2 separate regions of the Gossypium hirsutum genome follow, and region 2 is linked to region 1. The links are chromatin contacts, called in public Hi-C maps. All regions are on one chromosome and are shown on one strand. The core of a region is the stretch at or near the end of the contact, and the rest is flanking DNA. Distances in the headings are between cores, read along the strand shown.

What was found. Hi-C and Micro-C count contacts between places; a contact is called where the count stands out from the background.
Region 2: a contact with region 1 is called in a Hi-C map of leaf, with 3 times the contacts expected there. The contact joins the promoter of LOC107961941 here to the promoter of LOC107963121 in region 1. A contact is called at or near these places in 2 of 34 Hi-C or Micro-C datasets (both in leaf).

What each region holds. Positions count from the first base shown.
Region 1 is chrA06:117,868,802-117,872,644 of Gossypium_hirsutum_v2.1, reverse strand. LOC107963121 (pyrophosphate--fructose 6-phosphate 1-phosphotransferase subunit beta) reads left to right here and starts at 2,210. Exons shown (of 16, transcript XM_016899706.2): 1 at 2,210-2,750; 2 at 2,897-3,058; 3 at 3,170-3,291; 4 at 3,742-3,795. The coding sequence starts at 2,561.
Region 2 is chrA06:118,190,494-118,194,336 of Gossypium_hirsutum_v2.1, reverse strand. LOC107961941 (phosphoribosylglycinamide formyltransferase, chloroplastic) reads right to left here and starts at 2,155. Exons shown (of 6, transcript XM_016898126.2): 1 at 1,543-2,155; 2 at 1-403. The coding sequence starts at 200. It overlaps LOC107961943 (mitochondrial pyruvate carrier 4), which reads right to left. Exons shown (of 5, transcript XM_016898129.2): 2 at 3,522-3,620; 3 at 3,268-3,320; 4 at 3,021-3,094; 5 at 2,500-2,779. The coding sequence ends at 2,734.

The DNA of each region.
Region 1 (3,843 bases), core at 961-3,460:
AAAAAAAACTAATTAAGCCCCTCTCTTTTTTTGCACTCAATTGAGCACTTAAACTTTCAAAATATATCAAAAAGACTCTCAAACTTCTTCAAAAAAAGTAATTAAGTTCTTGCTTTTTTTTGTATTCAATTGGGTACTTGAACTTTCAAAATGCGTCTTTTTCAAAATGCATCAAAAAGACCATTTCATAAATATTACAATTTTTTTATAAAAATCATAAAAAATAATAAATTATAAAATTTTATAAAAATCATAAAAAAATTAATGAACCCTAATTTTTTCCAATTAAAGTCATCACGTGTTGTAATATAGCATGACAAGTGATGAAAAATGATAAAAAAAAGAAGTAAAAAATCAATAAAAGTTATAAAAAAATTATAAAATGCTTCTTTTAGTACGATAATTTTTTATAAAAATTTTTCACAAAATTTATATTTCTTTACATTTTGTATAATTTTTTACGACTTTATAAAATTTTATAATTTTTTTATATTTCTACATGTTTTATAATTTTTTTACGATATTTATATTTTTTTCTAATTTTTAATATTTGAATTTTTAATTAAAATTTAATAATATTTATTGATTTTAATTTTTTTATAATTTTTAATAAAAGCAAGGTCTTAATTGTACTTTTTGACAAAGTTTGAGGGTCTTTTTTATACATTTTGAAAGTTTAAGTACCCAATTAAGTAAAAAAAGAAGTAGGGGCTTAATTGTTTTTTTGGAAAAGGTTTAAAAGTATTTTTTGATGTATTTTGAAAGTTCAGGTACCCAAATGAGTAAAAAAAATAGAACCTTAATTACTTTTTTTTTTTTAAGTTTGAGGAATTTTTAGATTTTAAGCCAAGAAAAAACATCTTGCAAGTGTCAGAGTGTAGAAGATGAAAGCACCTGGTAATGACAGAAAGGGGGAGCAATATGTTAAGTTCTTTGAGTTAGAGGGTGTAGCCCTACGCCCTGTTCGTAAAACTTTCCAGATTTGAGCACTTGGGGACATCTCTGGTTCCAATTTGTCACTAAAAACACTATCATTTAGGTTTGATTTGGTCAATCATTGGATCTTGCGTGCACTGAGATTGCTTTGCTAATCATATTTTATGGTTATCTGCACAAATGGAACCTATACGGGGATAGCAGACCCCTTAGGCAAAAAAAGCCATATCCTTTTGGGTGGAGATGGGCATAGCAGTGGGGTTTGCGGACTCCAATTGGTACTTTCTTTCGGTTTTAGATCACTCCCTCCTAACCCAATACCAAACTCAACAATTACAGGTAAGACCCAATCTGTTGGGCCGGACTCCTTTTCATATTTGTAGATATTTTAGGATGATTCCAATGAATATTTATGAACAAGCAAGCACTTTAATAATGAAATATGAGAAACTTGGAAGCAAAACAAAACAGAAAAAAAAATTGAAAAAGGAATATGAGAATATGCTTTCCCACTTCCCACCTAACCAAAAAAGCTAAGGTTATTCGAGGCTTCATGGTATATTTTTAAATATTCTTTTTACTATAATTAACATACAGGGTCTAAAAATTAAAATAATTTTATATATTTTTACATATAATTATTTATATGATTAACATTTTAATGAGCTAATCGTTAAATTTATCAGTATAATTATATTGATCATGCATGTAAATTTTTGTTTTGACCCAATATCTTTATCATATCGATCTAAAATGTTCTATATATTAATATATATTCAACGATTGAATTTATTTTACATAAAATAAATATATTAAATTTGACATGCAATGGTCTATATGAATAGGCATGAAATATAACAATTAAATCGTTAAAATATTGATCATATAAATAATTATGAAAGTGTGTAAAACTAATTTAATTTTTACACTATATGAGTGAATCTCTCCCCATTAATATATTATATAAAAAAATTTTGTCATAAATTTTAATATTTTACGTGTTTTGATTAGAGATGATAATAGATAACGGATATTCAATATTTGCAAATATCATATTTGTTTTGGATATTTTAATTACTATTCACAATAGATTTGTAACATTGCATATATTAATCATTATTTATTTTAATAATGGATAATCAAATTCGTAAATAATAGATTTAAATATTTGAATGCAGGCAGAAAATTCGAATATTTGAGGACGGTTTAATTAAATTTTCACAATATTTAATTTTTTATATATTACTTAAATTATTTGTTGCATGAACATATGGGTCATCGTATTACTCATGTTTATCGTGCATCTGCCTCCTTTCTTCTGCTATAATTTCATCCGTTACTGGATCCTGAAACTATTTGATTCATTGTCGTTTCGCTGGTAAATTTCTAAAATACCACCGATTTCAACGGGCAAACAGATACCTTTTCAGGGGCGGAGTCTCCCAAGAGCCCAAATATATTACCTGAAAGGACACTACTACCCTTCCCGTTTTGACTTAAAAGCGACTCAGGACAAATCTGATAGATTCACGCCACGCTTGAATCACTACTCACTAGTCGACTCGCAACTGATAGGACTGAGTTAGGTATAACCACCAAAAAAAATTTCCTAAGTAAAAAAGAGATGGCTCCCTCTTTTGTAACTAACGGCGGTGTAGCCGCCGTTGAAACGACTCCGTTCGCAGGACGTCTCGCCTCCGTTTACAGCGAGGTCCAAACGAGTCGTATCGACCACGCTCTTCCTGTACCTTCTGTTCTCAGAAGCCCCTTCAAAATTGTCGATGGTCCCGCTAGTTCCGCCGCCGGCAACCCTGGTTCTTCTCTCTTCACTTCGTTATTCTTCTTTTTCATTTTCGATCTAGTTTCTTTTTTTCTTTTTGTAATTTATCTGGATAATCATGCAAGTAAAACAATAGTATTTAGCTCAGTTCACTGAACTGGCAGATTTGTTTCTTGGCAGATGAGATAGCAAAGCTGTTTCCGAATCTGTTCGGGCAACCCTCGTCTATGCTGGTGCCGAACGGAATAGACAGTATCGGATCTGATCAGAAGCTAAAGATCGGTGTCGTTTTGTCTGGAGGGCAGGCACCTGGAGGTCACAATGTGATTTGCGGAATTTTCGGTTAGTCTTTTTTTTTTTCTCAATTACATTGTTTAAATAACATTGCATGTTACTTCAGAATTACGATACTTGTGCTAATGGAAACAAAATTTTTTCCCTTTGGAATGATAGATTACTTGCAGGAGCGTGCTCCAGGTAGCACTTTGTATGGTTTTAGGGGTGGTCCTGCTGGGGTCATGAAGGGAAAATACGTAGAATTGACTGCAGATTATATTTACCCTTACAGAAATCAGGTATTATTTGCTAGTATTTACAGAAATGTTAGTGTCAGGAAGCAAAAGAAAATAGTAACCTAATGAAGCCTAAAGATCCTTTTTGAATTTTAGCAGCGCGTGCTTAAATATTAATAGTGTTTGGTAGTAACTATGGCTTTTGGGAATTTTGACGATTTTGAAATTTCTACATTATTATCATATGAGAAGTTGGTGCGAGTATATGATAAAGTAGCTTCTGCTTAATGTTCCTCTTGTTGGTAAGAACAATTTAAACAATGTGAAAGAGCAGCATGGCAGTGTTTCATGCCACCTGCATTATAGGCTGTGTTATTTTCATATTAGTAAGGTTATGTTGTCTGTTAACCATGCATATTATTATTAATTTTAACTTTGCGTCTATACGTTACAACATATGCACTGACCCGCAAAGCAAAGATCCTAACAATTGTGTTTATTTATTCTAACCAGGGTGGCTTTGATATGATCTGTAGTGGGAGAGACAAGATTGAAACTCCTGAGCAGGTAAGGTTACATCTGTAAATCATTCTAGTTATTGAGTTTTTATCAACT
Region 2 (3,843 bases), core at 906-3,405, 320 kb before region 1:
TTACACGGTAATCTTCTTACAGACCTCAACCTTTGAGAAGATAGGAAATATTGGTTTTCAAAAGAAACTTGATATTTGGATTGATTGAAACAAGGATAAGAAAGAGAAGGTGGTGAGGAAGATAATGGATTTTGAGGATTTCTATATAATGGGGTTATTGAGTTTGAGCAAAACCCAGAGAACAAGCTTTGTGATTCCATCAAAATCAAAGATAAATGTGACGAATTGGGGAAAAAGGAGAAAAAAAAGTTTTTGTATTCTCTCAACACTGAATAGTGGATGCAACAAGACCCCAAAAGCTAGATATTAGCATTCTATGCAATAAATGCATAAAAATGGAAATACACTCAATTGATCTCTAGCCTCGAAGATTGTAGAGTTCAAAAAACCTTCAAATTACTTCCTGCAAAATACAAGTTCCAGTGTTAAGCATTTACATGCGGACGAAGATGATCAAGAACCATCATGACAAAGCATTGCCCAGAGAGAGAGACAGAATCTCATTGTGAATACTCTTTTTTAACATTACGAGAAACAATAAAGCTAAAACAATGAGCTTCATTCCTCTTTAAGCTAAAGACTTAAGAAGAACAGAGCAGAAGCATAAATATCAATCAATGTATAATGCTGCCACCAAGGATATTCAAATTATAAAGCAAAACTATATCAGCTAAACTCGAATCAAATTAAACACTATTTGAGAAGCTTCGTGATGGTTCAGCAATATCCAAAGATTCGCAATTTTTAAGCTATCTCTAAACGATTGGTAGCTACCGTTCCATCCCAACATTCAATAATTCGTTAAGCTTTAAAATTAATCCAACATTCACTAACATTGTTTTATTAACATAACACTCGCCCCAAACAAACATAAACAGACCATATCTATTGAAAGAAAGAAAAAAAAAGGCGTTTGACTACATTATGTATAAAAAGCAGCAGAGTAAGAACCAAATATGGTTTCAGCATCATAACATTCCAAGGCACTCAAAAGTTTGGAAGCATAACAAGAAGGTGAATAGAGAATCGTGATCGGCAGCAACTTCCCGCAATTTTCAAATCCCTTAGCTAAATAAATACAAAAAAAAAACTTTATAGAAATACTGACCTGCTGCAGCTGAGAGCTTGGGATAGGGGATCTATGGAGAGAAATATAATTTTATGGTAATGAAGAGAGACAGTAAGCAAGAAAGAAAGGAGTGGGTGCCTCAGGACTGTGCGATTATTCGACTAGTGAGTCTGGCGTTGGTAAAAAAAGGAAGAAAGAAAAGAGTTAAACTAAAGACGTAAAACGATGAGTTTTATTAGATACAAGCTGGGTTGTTTTATTGGACCATTCTTGAAGCCTTCTTATTAACACAACATGGGCTGCTTTAATGGGATCATTGGTTTTCAATTGCATAAATTCAAATACAAAAAGCCTACTGCCAAAATAATATTTGAAGCTAAATATACTGATAAAAAGGAATTTTGGTGTTAATTTGAGCAACATCTGGTTTTACATAAACACAGAAAGTCGAGAGAGCCAAGGAGGGATTTTACCTTTCTCTCTGACCAGGAAGCAACCGTCGACCAACAAAGAGATGGCTGCGATGGGAAGAGCCAGCAGCTGCAGTGAGAGAGAGAGAGAGAGAGAGAGAGAGAGACTGAGAGTTGGATGAACAAGAATGATTTTGGGTTTAGATTTTTAGGGTTGGGTTGGGTAGATTAAATTGGGTTATATGAATGACTGGGTTTGGTATATATTTTGGGTTAATTAATTATATAATACAGATAATTAATAAATAAAAATAATATATAAGTTAGTTTTTGCAATTGCTAACTAAAAAAATGTAGGTTTCTTTTCAGGTAAATTGCATTATTAGTCACTAAACTATAGGTAAATTTTAGTTGTAGTCATTTAATTAAAAATTATTATAATTTGATAATTAAATTATTCAAAAATTTTCATTTAAATGATTGGATTGTTGAAATCGATATTATATAATTTTCTTTATTCACACTACCTACCCAATAGAAAGCTTTTTTTCCCTTCTACAGTTCAATGGTTATTGATCCACCGTATCAATTTTTGAATTATGACTTGAAACTCATTGGCAAAACTTTTTAAAAAAAAAACTTAACAACCCAATAACTTAAATAAAAATTTTTGAATAATTTAATAATTTAAATAAAAATTTTCGAATAGTTCAATAATCAAATTGTAATGTTTTTAATTAAGTGACTAAAACAAAAATTTACCCTTAGTTTAGTAACTAATAATGTAATTTACCCTTTTCTTAATGTAGCTTTTAACTTCTTTATTCTAACTCATAATATATAAAATTAAGTTATCAAAATAAAAAATTTATTTTATGGGGAAACAATTAATTTTGTTTAAGGCATAAATACCTATAAATATATACTAAGTAAAGATTTCCAAGGCTTGCTCCCAATGGAAATCAAACTTTCCATATGAATGCATACGAAAATTTATACCTAAAGATTGTAAAAGAGAAGTGAGGAAACAAAAGCATTATTGAAAATTTTAGGGATTCTGTTGCTCAGTTCAGTATCAGTTGATGGCTCTACAATCATCATCATCAAGTTCCAATTTTTCCACAACACAACATGCTTGAGTAATTCAAAGCCAAGCCATAGAGCCAAAGTGTAACTTTTAATTAACAGAAAAACAAGGCAAGATAACTGATAATTTGTTCCATTAAAAACAGAGGATTTCGGAAGATTTCATCATCATTCAGATGCAATGGCCGGCTTTGCCTCCGAAAAGTAATCATGTCTGAAATATCAACAAAAAAGTTTTATAAAACTGTGCATCAGAGAGCAGCAACAGCAAATAAACGGTAACAAAAACAGAGCAAGAAGGAAAGATCATTCAGATGCAATGGCCGGCTCTGCCTTCAATAAAATTATTGGAATAAGAAGTGTTTCCCTCCTTTCTCTACTAATACATCCAATATATAATGCAAAAGTTCGAATAAGTTAAGGGAAACAGATAATCATTGGTTGAGTTTACTTACTTTATTTTTCGTGTTAGTTGGTATATGCCTGTTCCAGCCATAGCAATGTTTACACTGAAGAGATTCCAGTTTTTCTGCATTTTAGAAATCAAACAATGACTGAGAATAAAAAACAACCTGAACCTTATGTTCCTGATTATAACCGTTATCTATACTATTTGCGTGTTTTTTCATATATTTTCTCTTTGATAACGTCGAGTTCCTCAAATTTTTTAGGTTAGGCAATCCAATAAATCATCAAACTTACCGGAGTGATTACAGTGCTGTAGCGTGACCAGATAATTCCAGTTGCAGTAACCGCTGCGTATCAAAAAACAACATTCAGAAACTACAAGAGGACACTATCACGATGTGGGCGTAAAAAAGTTAAGAAGTAAATGCAAATAATTCAACAACTCTTCAATATACATATAAAGAAACAACTATGAGAGTAAAATAAGAGGTGGCAAGACATGCAACACACATAGATAGGTCTGTTAGAAATCGATAAACACCATGTACCTATTTGCTGAGGGTAGGAAAGTTTTTCCGGTGGTTTAGCAAAGTCAGCCACATTCGCTATGCTAATGCCCCATTTAAAAGTTGGTGCCCAAAAGTGAACTGAAATGGGAAACAAGCAATAAGCTCATGAATGAATGCTTTAAGAATCAATAACCGAAATGGTGAGATCATTTATTGTTAGTACAAAGCAATAAACCATTTCTATAGATTGTACACGTCAATATATCATCTACAAAATATCCATTCAGACGTGGGATTATTAGAAGCTCGTAACATCTCACTCTCTCAATCAATCTACAAAACTAAAGTAGCAAATCATTGT